Linked DNA regions of Mus musculus: region 2 is linked to region 1. Evidence: chromatin contacts called from public promoter capture Hi-C data. All regions are on one chromosome and are shown on one strand. Each heading gives the region's core, a stretch centred on a gene start, on an enhancer-like site or on the middle of the called end of the contact. The rest is flanking DNA. Distances are from core to core; before and after follow the strand shown. Region 1 holds the start of Kcnj13 (potassium inwardly-rectifying channel, subfamily J, member 13). Region 2 holds the start of Neu2 (neuraminidase 2).

Region 1 (4,325 bases), core at 415-2,914:
CTGTGCATTCATATAGTCAGTCACTGCCGTGTAGTAAATTCAGGGTAGGGAGCATGGCCTGAAGGCGCTGACTCTTATGTACATAGCTCTCTCGTTTTTTTGGGCAAGCCACCATGTCCCCTTGGCCAGATATCATTAGATTAAGACAAAGAATGTGGTTAAAAGGGAGATTAAATAATATGATTTCTTAAAGTCTACCTGCCAGTTTGTAAGTTTATATCTAGTTTCTCAACTGTTTTCTATAGGATGGTTTCTGTATGATTTTATATCTGCTTACCTGGCCTTAAGTTTTTTTATTGCTGCTGCTGGATGTTTATAGGATTTCCCCCCCTTCCTCTTCAAATGTAAGTGTCTAATGGGTAGACATATTTTCAAATAATTTTTACATCATCACAAGCACACAAATGCGTAACTACCTCTTTTCCTCCTCCCTTTCTTCCACCCCCTCTCTTTTTGAGATTGGTATTATTACAGTCCAAGCTGGTCTCAAACTCGGCTTTTATAACCAGATGTCTTTGAACTGATGTTGCTACTTGTTATCTCCCAAGTCCTAGGGTTATGGGTTTGTGCTGTATACTTAACTAGGAGTGCATGTGGAAGGTATTTATCTAGACTTAGATTTTTCTGTGATTTTCATGAACTAGTCATAGCAGGAAGTAGAATAGACAACTGGAAAATATATGTGTGTATCAATGTGGGGGCTGTAAAATATGTATAAATTTATAAATTGTTTGATGGGAAAAGTACTTATTTTAAAAATGGTAGTTTGATAGCTTCATTAATCATCAAAATGACAATGTTGCTCTGTTCATTAGGTGGTAGCTCTTAAACTTAGTTTTCTGTTGCTGTGCTTCTAGAGGAGTGCTGTAATTCCTGTTCCTACAGTTAAGATAGAGGCTGCACTTAGAAACGCTAAATGAATACAGTGTTTGTTCATGCCTTATGCAAACATTTTAAAGGCTGTGTTGAAAGTCTCATAAGCACCTTTCCTGGCCTCTATAATTAGGGCAAACAATGTATTAACCCTATTATGTAAGCTTAGAGAGTAGTTCATATTTTATTTTCTTATATATAGAATCTATGTTATTAATAATCTCCTGCTTAAAAAGAAATTTTAAATTAGGATATGCAGCTTTTTGAAGATTAAGAAAATTAAAATCATAATAGTTCATTTTTTGGCATTTATTTCCATATGCTTATTTTCAGGTGTTCCTAATTCCATCCAAACAACAACAACAAAACCCCACACATTCTTTTATAAAACCACTGAATTTTTATCTAGGATCTTTTCCTACCCATTTACACAGTATAACATTAGTATGGATTTACTAAAACAACTAAGAGCTAACCTTTTACTAATGCTTTCAGCATGGCTCTTTGCCAATTCTAAAATTTAAGGAAAAGAACAAACCTTAGTTCTGACTATCTAGGTAATGTCTGTTTAAAGCTCTACTGTAAGCAATCTAGTTCTGCCCCTATCTGCTGTCAGCTTCCTTACTTGTTCCCCTGAAGGAAAGAATAATGGTGAAGGTTATTTAAGTACTCACCGGTTCCTTTGTGGGGCCAGCCTACCAAAGAAGGTCTTAAGGAAGCTAGCAGCCTCTTGTCTTTTTGACCCGGTGGTTTTAACCTGTAGTGTCGTTTGTAGGTTCTCCTCTTGGACTGGCTTTGCAGCTTACATTCCTGTGTTTATAATGTCCGTGAGGGCTGGTTTCAGCTGAAGCTGATGTGATTGGTCACTTAGTCTGCAGGGGGGCCAATTAGCTCTGATCATGTGGAAAAGAATGCTGGTTTGTTAGGAGGTCTTTCTTTACCCAACACAAACCTTAACAACTCTGGAGAAAGCCTCTAGAACTGACGTGGAGAAGGGGTGCATTTTTTCCCTCTAATCAGGACCGGTTTTTAGTAAGTTTGCATAATCTTATTTAAGAGTTTATTTGAAAGTTCAAAGGGATAAAATTCCCTGCAAGATTTCCTTTCAGCCCTCTCTCCTTATATTGCGTGTTAAAGTGTGAGATATCTCTTTCACTAATCTTTTTTCCACCATTTCTTGAGGGGGGATTTAGTTGGATAAGGATGTTTAGGCATAATTGATGAGTTGATTTTTTTCTGGTTTTCTTATCAGATCCCACCTCATCAGTATGGCTATGATAGTAGGTATAGGTCATTTATTTACCTGAAACAATACCTCTGCCCTTCTTTATTGCAGAGGAAGAACTTTGGTCTTTGTTTGGTTTTAAAGCTGTGTAGTAGGCTTGACTAGGAATATGATTGCTTGATGCCTTGTACGTCTCTTTAAGGTGAAAGAAGGAAAGAATTTTCTTAAGGCTTGCTTTAGTGATCTGTAGGGGTCTTGTATGTGTGATGAAGTGGAATAAAACAATATTCAGAGTACATGATCTGTAACTCAGTACTGAAATTGTATTTACCTGGAAGATGTCAGCAGTCCAGCTTGTAGCAGCTTCCACTTGAGCTGAAAAGTATGGCCTTGTGTGATACCTAGTGAACAGTATTTTCTTCTCCTCTGTTAGCTGCCAATTTAAAAACTTTGATCAAATGTTACACATAAGAGGATCTGAAAAACAAAGACACTGTTTGTTTGAAGTAAGAGCTTGGAAAGGCCTGCTGGGAAAGTTATGAATGTAGACCAATCTAATGCTACTTAGGAAGGGAAATCCGACTTTGTGGATTCCTCTCCTTTCCTTCACAAGTTAAAAAATACATTAATTCCTTCTTTGTTTTATTAATGCCAGACATTTCAATACAAGTTTAGACAGAGCGCTAGTAACTTTGCCCGTCAGAACCAGGGAGGGTAATCAAGGTGAATTCACATTTAAGACTTATTCCCTGCCATGTGCAAGTAGGAATTTTTATCATTTTCTAGCTAGCTGATTGAGGAAAACATCTAACTGAAAATAGCTAAGACACTAGAGCAAGTAGTGGGATATTCTTCCCAAAAAAACCCAGCACGTTAGTGTATCTTCCACTGTCATGGATAGTAGGTAAAACAAAAGCTTGTCATTCAACTTAGGACATCTCCCCTCCCCACCCCCCTTATAAAAAGGCATTTTGACTGTGGCCTTGTACATAAATCCCCCTGCATCAGCCTTCCTAGTACTCAGCTTATAGACCAGACTTTTTCAATAACGTACTCTTATTTCAGACTGTTTCTACACAAAAATGATAGAGTAAGTTAATGATACTGTTAAGTTTACCTACATGGACCCAAACATGCACCCACACAATGGCTTATGTGTGGTATTTCTAATTCTGGGATGCTTCCAACTTGAAGGCCTGTCATGGGCAGTGATGATCACTGATGGTTGTCTGTGGATGTTATACTTTGACTCTGGAGCTCAGCATCCTATGACAGCCATTTGAGTATGTAAATTATTGTAAGTTGGTTCTATCAGCTTGGCTGAGGTGACATTGATAATGGCATAGAAGATACACCACCATCATCCTGAAATACACAGTAGGTATGTCATAGTAAGGTAGTTGGAGTTGGATCTAAAGCATCTCTTCTGTGTATGAACATAAATGCTACTGTTCCATTGGTGATTTGCTTTTTATTAAAAATTTAATGGTCATGCTAGGTGCCATATACAAGTAAATTAGTCTTTATTAGATCCTCTGTACCTAAAGTTATTGATTACTATTTTAGCTTAAGTAATCCAGTACACAATCTAGAAATACTATAGTTTCCTTTAAAATGACAAAGGATTTGTTGGTGTCTTGCCTACTCTCCAATTAAGTCTGCCTGACTGGCTGCCAGTATTCTTAGTTGTGTTAAAGATACCTAGACCCTTTCTAGTTTGTGTTGTGAGATGACAGGCAGCTTCTTGGTGTGCTGTCAGTACACTGTGAAGACAAGGGCTGTGGGGTCAAGGACATGTACCCATTGCTTGAGGTACTTTTTCAGAGACATTCTTACATGCTGCAGCTTCCCTAGTTGTTGTCCAGCCAGAAGCGGCTGTGTTTTCACGGCTGCTCACCAGCTGAGCAGAGGTTAGGCTGCAGAAGTTTAGAGACTCCTAAGGGTAGGCTTTCAACTGCTATTTCCACCACTCTGGAATTGTATTTACAAGTAACTATTGAGAGCAAGGGGAACTAATCGGCCACACTTGGATGGGGTTTCCTTTCACTATTTAATAGAGAAATATAAAGTTACTTGCTACAAAAATTTGCACATAAACAAGCTTCAAAGTCTATCCCATAATTCCGCTTTTGCTTTTGGAGATTGGGTCCTTGCAAGCTCCAAGTTTCACAGCTGTAGATTTTGTTGGCTGAGTGCCTCTGAGCTCCATCTGAAGTTTTCCATAAAC
Region 2 (4,573 bases), core at 647-3,146, 180 kb after region 1:
ATGACATTGTCCGCATGTACAGAGCCTACTTCCTAAGTCTGTGAGTCCCATGGATAGGAGCACTTCTCCACCTTTCCCTTACTTCAGCAATCCTATTCACCAAGAATTCTTTACAGAGGCTTCTGCTTCCCCCAGGAACTTCCTGTTCTAGTCATTAAGATCCCAACCCCTCATCCCTAGGAACTTGAAACACTTAGCTAGAGTGAGAGCGGGAACAAGTGCTCACAGTCAACCCATCAGCTATTTCACCAACAGAAGCTCACCATGGGACATTCTTTAAAAGACCTCTCATTAATGTTCAAACTCACTGTGGTATCCCTGGCAGTGGGGCCACAGGGACTGCTGCTACCGTTAGGAAACAGGACAGGCTGGGTGTCTCCCTATCCTGGGGACCATGTCCATGAAAATCTGTGGTTGTTCAAAGAGTGGCCTGAGAGTGTGGTTGAGGAAGATGGCCTATTGTCCATTTTCATTGTCCAGGATGCTGGAGTCTCCAAGGAGACTCTGGCTTCTCCTTTCTGAGACTAAGTAACATCAAATGTGGGCCAAGATGAAGAAAGGGGGAGGGGAAAGGAAAACACAGTGGGGGGACCCAACCAGAGCCTTAATGTCTCTCTGCATTAAGACAGCCATTTCTCTCAAGGCAACAAGACATTGGTCACTAGCTGAGATAGCAGAGTAGCCAAAACTACAGGAATCCCAAGTCCAGCTCCCTGCAGCTGATGGCTTCGTGAATATCCCACATATTGGTCAAGACAGGAAATAAGAACCTTCTATTGCTATATCCAGCTGAGTTTTCTCAACCGAGTCACAACATACTCTGGCTTCTTGGCCACCAAGCACACAAATCTGGAGGGTTCTGAGGGTAGGGTCTTTTGTCCTGAAATGGTCCCTGAGCAGGAGGAGCAACATCAGTGGGGCAGCAACACAGGGGCTGTTACTCCATAGCTGTGAAGTCTCCTCCCTAGAGCACACCTTAACCCTGAGGTTTGAGCCAACAGCACACGGAAATCACAGCACTTCACAGTCTACACATACATTTACAACCAGGGCGAGCACCATGGGGAGTGAGTGCCCTGGTCTTGGAGGGCTCTGCAGTTACTTTAACATGAGGCTTCTGCCTCTCTCTGATTCTTTATCGGTTTTTGGCAAGAGGCCCTGCACGTTCCTGTTGCACAGGGCCCTGTAAGTTATTGACCTGTCCTTTGCAGTACATTGTCTCCCTAGTCTCCACAGCTGGAGGTATAGGAGCTGGAAAGAGGGGTCACCCTGCTTCGTGCTTCACAGATGTTGAAACACGCTGGGCTGGGAGAATCACTAAGCCAAGATGGGCTGGGAGCTCACAGGCATAGCCAGGACCTCATAGGTACTGCTGGAATCTTGCAAGGGTAGCCAAGTTCTCCTTCCCATGGACAGTCTGGCTGCCTTCTCTTTCCTAGTTCTTCTCAATCAATGCTTGCAACACTCTGCACTTCCCCAGCAGTGACCTCTCTTCTACGGTTTCCTTGATCTCATTTCATTAAAAAATAAGATAAAATAAACATATATTTTGCTCACCTGCCAGCCAGAAGTTCCTGGGTGTTAGGCCCCCTCATAAGTGCTTCAGTTTCTTCCTTTCCCATCCACGGTCCTGTCCGGGCACCTCAGTGCAGGTCTGTGTGTCCCCCACATAAGCACACAAGCTCCCTACCTGTCCCTGAGTACTATAGCCTGGAAAAGCCTCCCTGGGAAACATTCCTGACCTTCAGACCTGCCTCCCTATAGCTGGCCCCATTCCTGGGACAGGCACTTCCTGTCTGGGTGTTTACCTTGCTGGGTGCCCTGCACCTAGGCAGGGAGCCAGACACACCTCCCTAGGAGCCAGGCAAAAGGGGAGGTGCCACTGAGGTGCAGGTTGACATGACCCAAACGGCCCCTGGCTGCAAGGTAATATCGGAAGTTGACTAAGAATGGACGCCCCACCACTGACTGACCCGCCCCCTGAGTCTGAGATTGGGTAAGTGTTTATGATCCTCTTGGGTTCTGGTCACTTTTGTGTTAGTATGTGTACACGTGCACACACACGTGGAAGTCAGAGGTGAACACCAGGTCTCTCTCTTATTGTTTTCTGTTTTTCTTATGGAACCCAGGGCTCACTAATTGGCCAGGCTACCTGATCGGCCATCCTCCGAATCTTACCTGCACCCTCCCCTCCTGTCTCAAACTTCCCCTGTGGGGGTTAAAGGAGCACGCCACTGTGCCCCTTTTTTATGTGACAGTTGTGAATCTTCTCAAGTCCCAGTGCACATATGCCAAGCGGTTTGCCAACTAAGCCAGCACTTTTAATCACTGCTTTACATGGCCGTCAGGGCTCAGCTTGACAGCTCCCAGGCAGGGGACACCAGCTGCTCTATTCGAGAGGTCTTAATCAATTGTTACTATTACAGTGAATTATGATTAGTGACGGCTTCCTTCTGCCTGGTGCTTACTGCGTGGCAGGCACTGAACTAAGCAGATTGCATAACCTCTCTGTGTAGCCCTGAGCCCTCACTACAAGTTGAGAATCAGGTGCATTTTAAAGATACATATGTTCATAGATCATCTTGCCCAAGGCCACATAGATAGTAAGCTGCTCCAAGATTGAAACCCATCCTAGCTGGTACCAAAACCTTGCCTCTTAACCCATTGCTTTCATTTCTCAATGCTAATAGCTACACTGCCCATATTTATGTAAGCCTCCGATGAGCTATTGTTTTTTGTGACCTACCGCTGGTAATAAATTAACCCAACCGGTACTGCCAAGAAGCAGGGCATACTTATACTCTAGGTTTCTGTGAGTCAGGAATCTGGGCAGGGCTTGGCCGCGTTCTTTGTTCAGGGGCTCTCACTGGCTGGAGGCAAGGTGGCTGAGGGCCAGAACGCCTCTTTACAAGGCTGTGTGGAGAAGGCACACAGGCCTCCTGGGTTGTTGGCAGGCCTGCACGCCTCCTTGGGGATTGCTGGACTGAGGGCCTTGTTTCCTGCTGGTCATGGCTGGGCAGCTTGCTCTGTTTTGTTTGTTTGCCTCTCTGCCATGACACCTTGCTTCATTGAGGCTGCAGAAGATTCCAGAGATCTCTCTCTTCAAGGACATGGCTGTGTGATGCGCTCCACGTGAGCACGCTCAGCTATGGAAGTCAGATGTCTTCCTTGAAGAATCTCCACTTTATTTATTGAGGCAGGGTCAGTCATTAGACCTGGAACTAGTCAAATCCAGCTAGTCTAGCTAGCTAGCTTACTGTGAGGATCACCGCCTCTGCCCGCTGAGTGCTGGGAACAGCCAGGCCCACCTAGCTTTTGTGTTCTGGGGACCTGGATCCTGACCTCTCGTTTGCATGCCACGCTCTTTCTCAGCTGAGCCATCTCCCAGAACCACAGACTTTTGTGATGTGCTCGTGGAAGTGACATTAAGTGGCATCCCATCACTCTGCCATGCTCTGCTTGTCAGAGAGCCGCCATTAGGTACAGCCCATATGTCACAGTAGGACATGGATGCAGGAAGTAGGCACCATTGAATCTCAGATGTCTGCCTAGTATGACATCCGATTGCCACAAATGTTGGTTCTGGTTTTTGCCACTGAATGCCAGAGGGAAGTAATCTCTCATCCACTCATCCCTGCTTTTTTTTTTAACAATAAAGCATATATATTCTAACTAAATTACAGATCAATATTACTCAGCAGCTAGATTAATACAGTCATACAGTCACTCAAACACTTGCACAGTCCCAAACTCTCCCTCTCCCTATCTTGATTATACATATATATGCATATATAATATTATATATTATAATTATATATATAATCGAAAGAGAGATATGCGCACATAGATATAGACTAGACATAAGTAGATACAGATGTATCAGCAAAATTTACTTACTTAGAATGGCCATAGGGCTTCACTTAAGAGTGTTACACTTTCACTATCAAGTGCATCTTTATTCACTAATTCATCAATACACACTCACATGAAAAAACAAACAAAAAATTAATAACTCTGACCGACCCAATCCACTCTTGGGCATATGCTCCCAAACCCCAGATCCTACTTCACAGATATCTGTACGTCCATGTTTATAGCAATGACGTGGGGTAACCTGAATGTCCACCAACAGAGGGAGAGATGATGAAGACATGGGTACCTACACAAATGGAAAGTTATTGGGTATGAAGAAAAATGAAATTTACAGAAAAGTAGATGGACTCAGAAAGTACACCATTCAGTGAGGAGACCTAGGTGCAGAGAGGAGATAAGACTGCATGTTCTTCCTCATGTGTGGGTCCTGGCACATAGTGCACACTTGCTTATATGCAAACAGGTATAAGTTCATGAATTAATTTATCTGAGAATCTCCGTTCTCCTACGATAAGGAAACCAGATATACAGATGTTTGATAGTTTACCCAAGGTCATATACATTTTCCTGAACACACAGAAATGCTGGTTATGTATTTCTGTAATAAAGACATATTTCTGCTCAGAAGCTAGGTCAGCCTCCAAGTGCCACAAATGAGTAGCTAACCATAGTTACCCTGGTGAACTATTATGTACAATCC

What was found. Capture Hi-C pulls out chosen DNA fragments and counts their contacts.
Region 2: a promoter capture Hi-C map of adipose tissue shows a contact between it and region 1. The contact joins the promoter of Neu2 here to the promoter of Kcnj13 in region 1. A contact is called at or near these places in 7 of 39 promoter capture datasets (the C10 cell line, embryonic stem cells, hippocampal neurons and 3 more) and 5 of 9 other capture datasets (adipose tissue, embryonic stem cells, liver and 2 more).

Annotation. Positions count from the first base shown.
Region 1 is chr1:87,393,065-87,397,389 of GRCm38.p6, forward strand. Kcnj13 (potassium inwardly-rectifying channel, subfamily J, member 13) reads right to left here and starts at 1,665. Exons shown (of 3, transcript NM_001110227.2): 1 at 1,548-1,665. The region is part of intron 8 of Gigyf2 (GRB10 interacting GYF protein 2); the gene reads left to right.
Region 2 is chr1:87,572,131-87,576,703 of GRCm38.p6, forward strand. It overlaps Neu2 (neuraminidase 2), which reads left to right and starts at 1,897. Exons shown (of 4, transcript NM_001160163.1): 1 at 1,897-1,996. It also overlaps a transcript of Ngef not described here.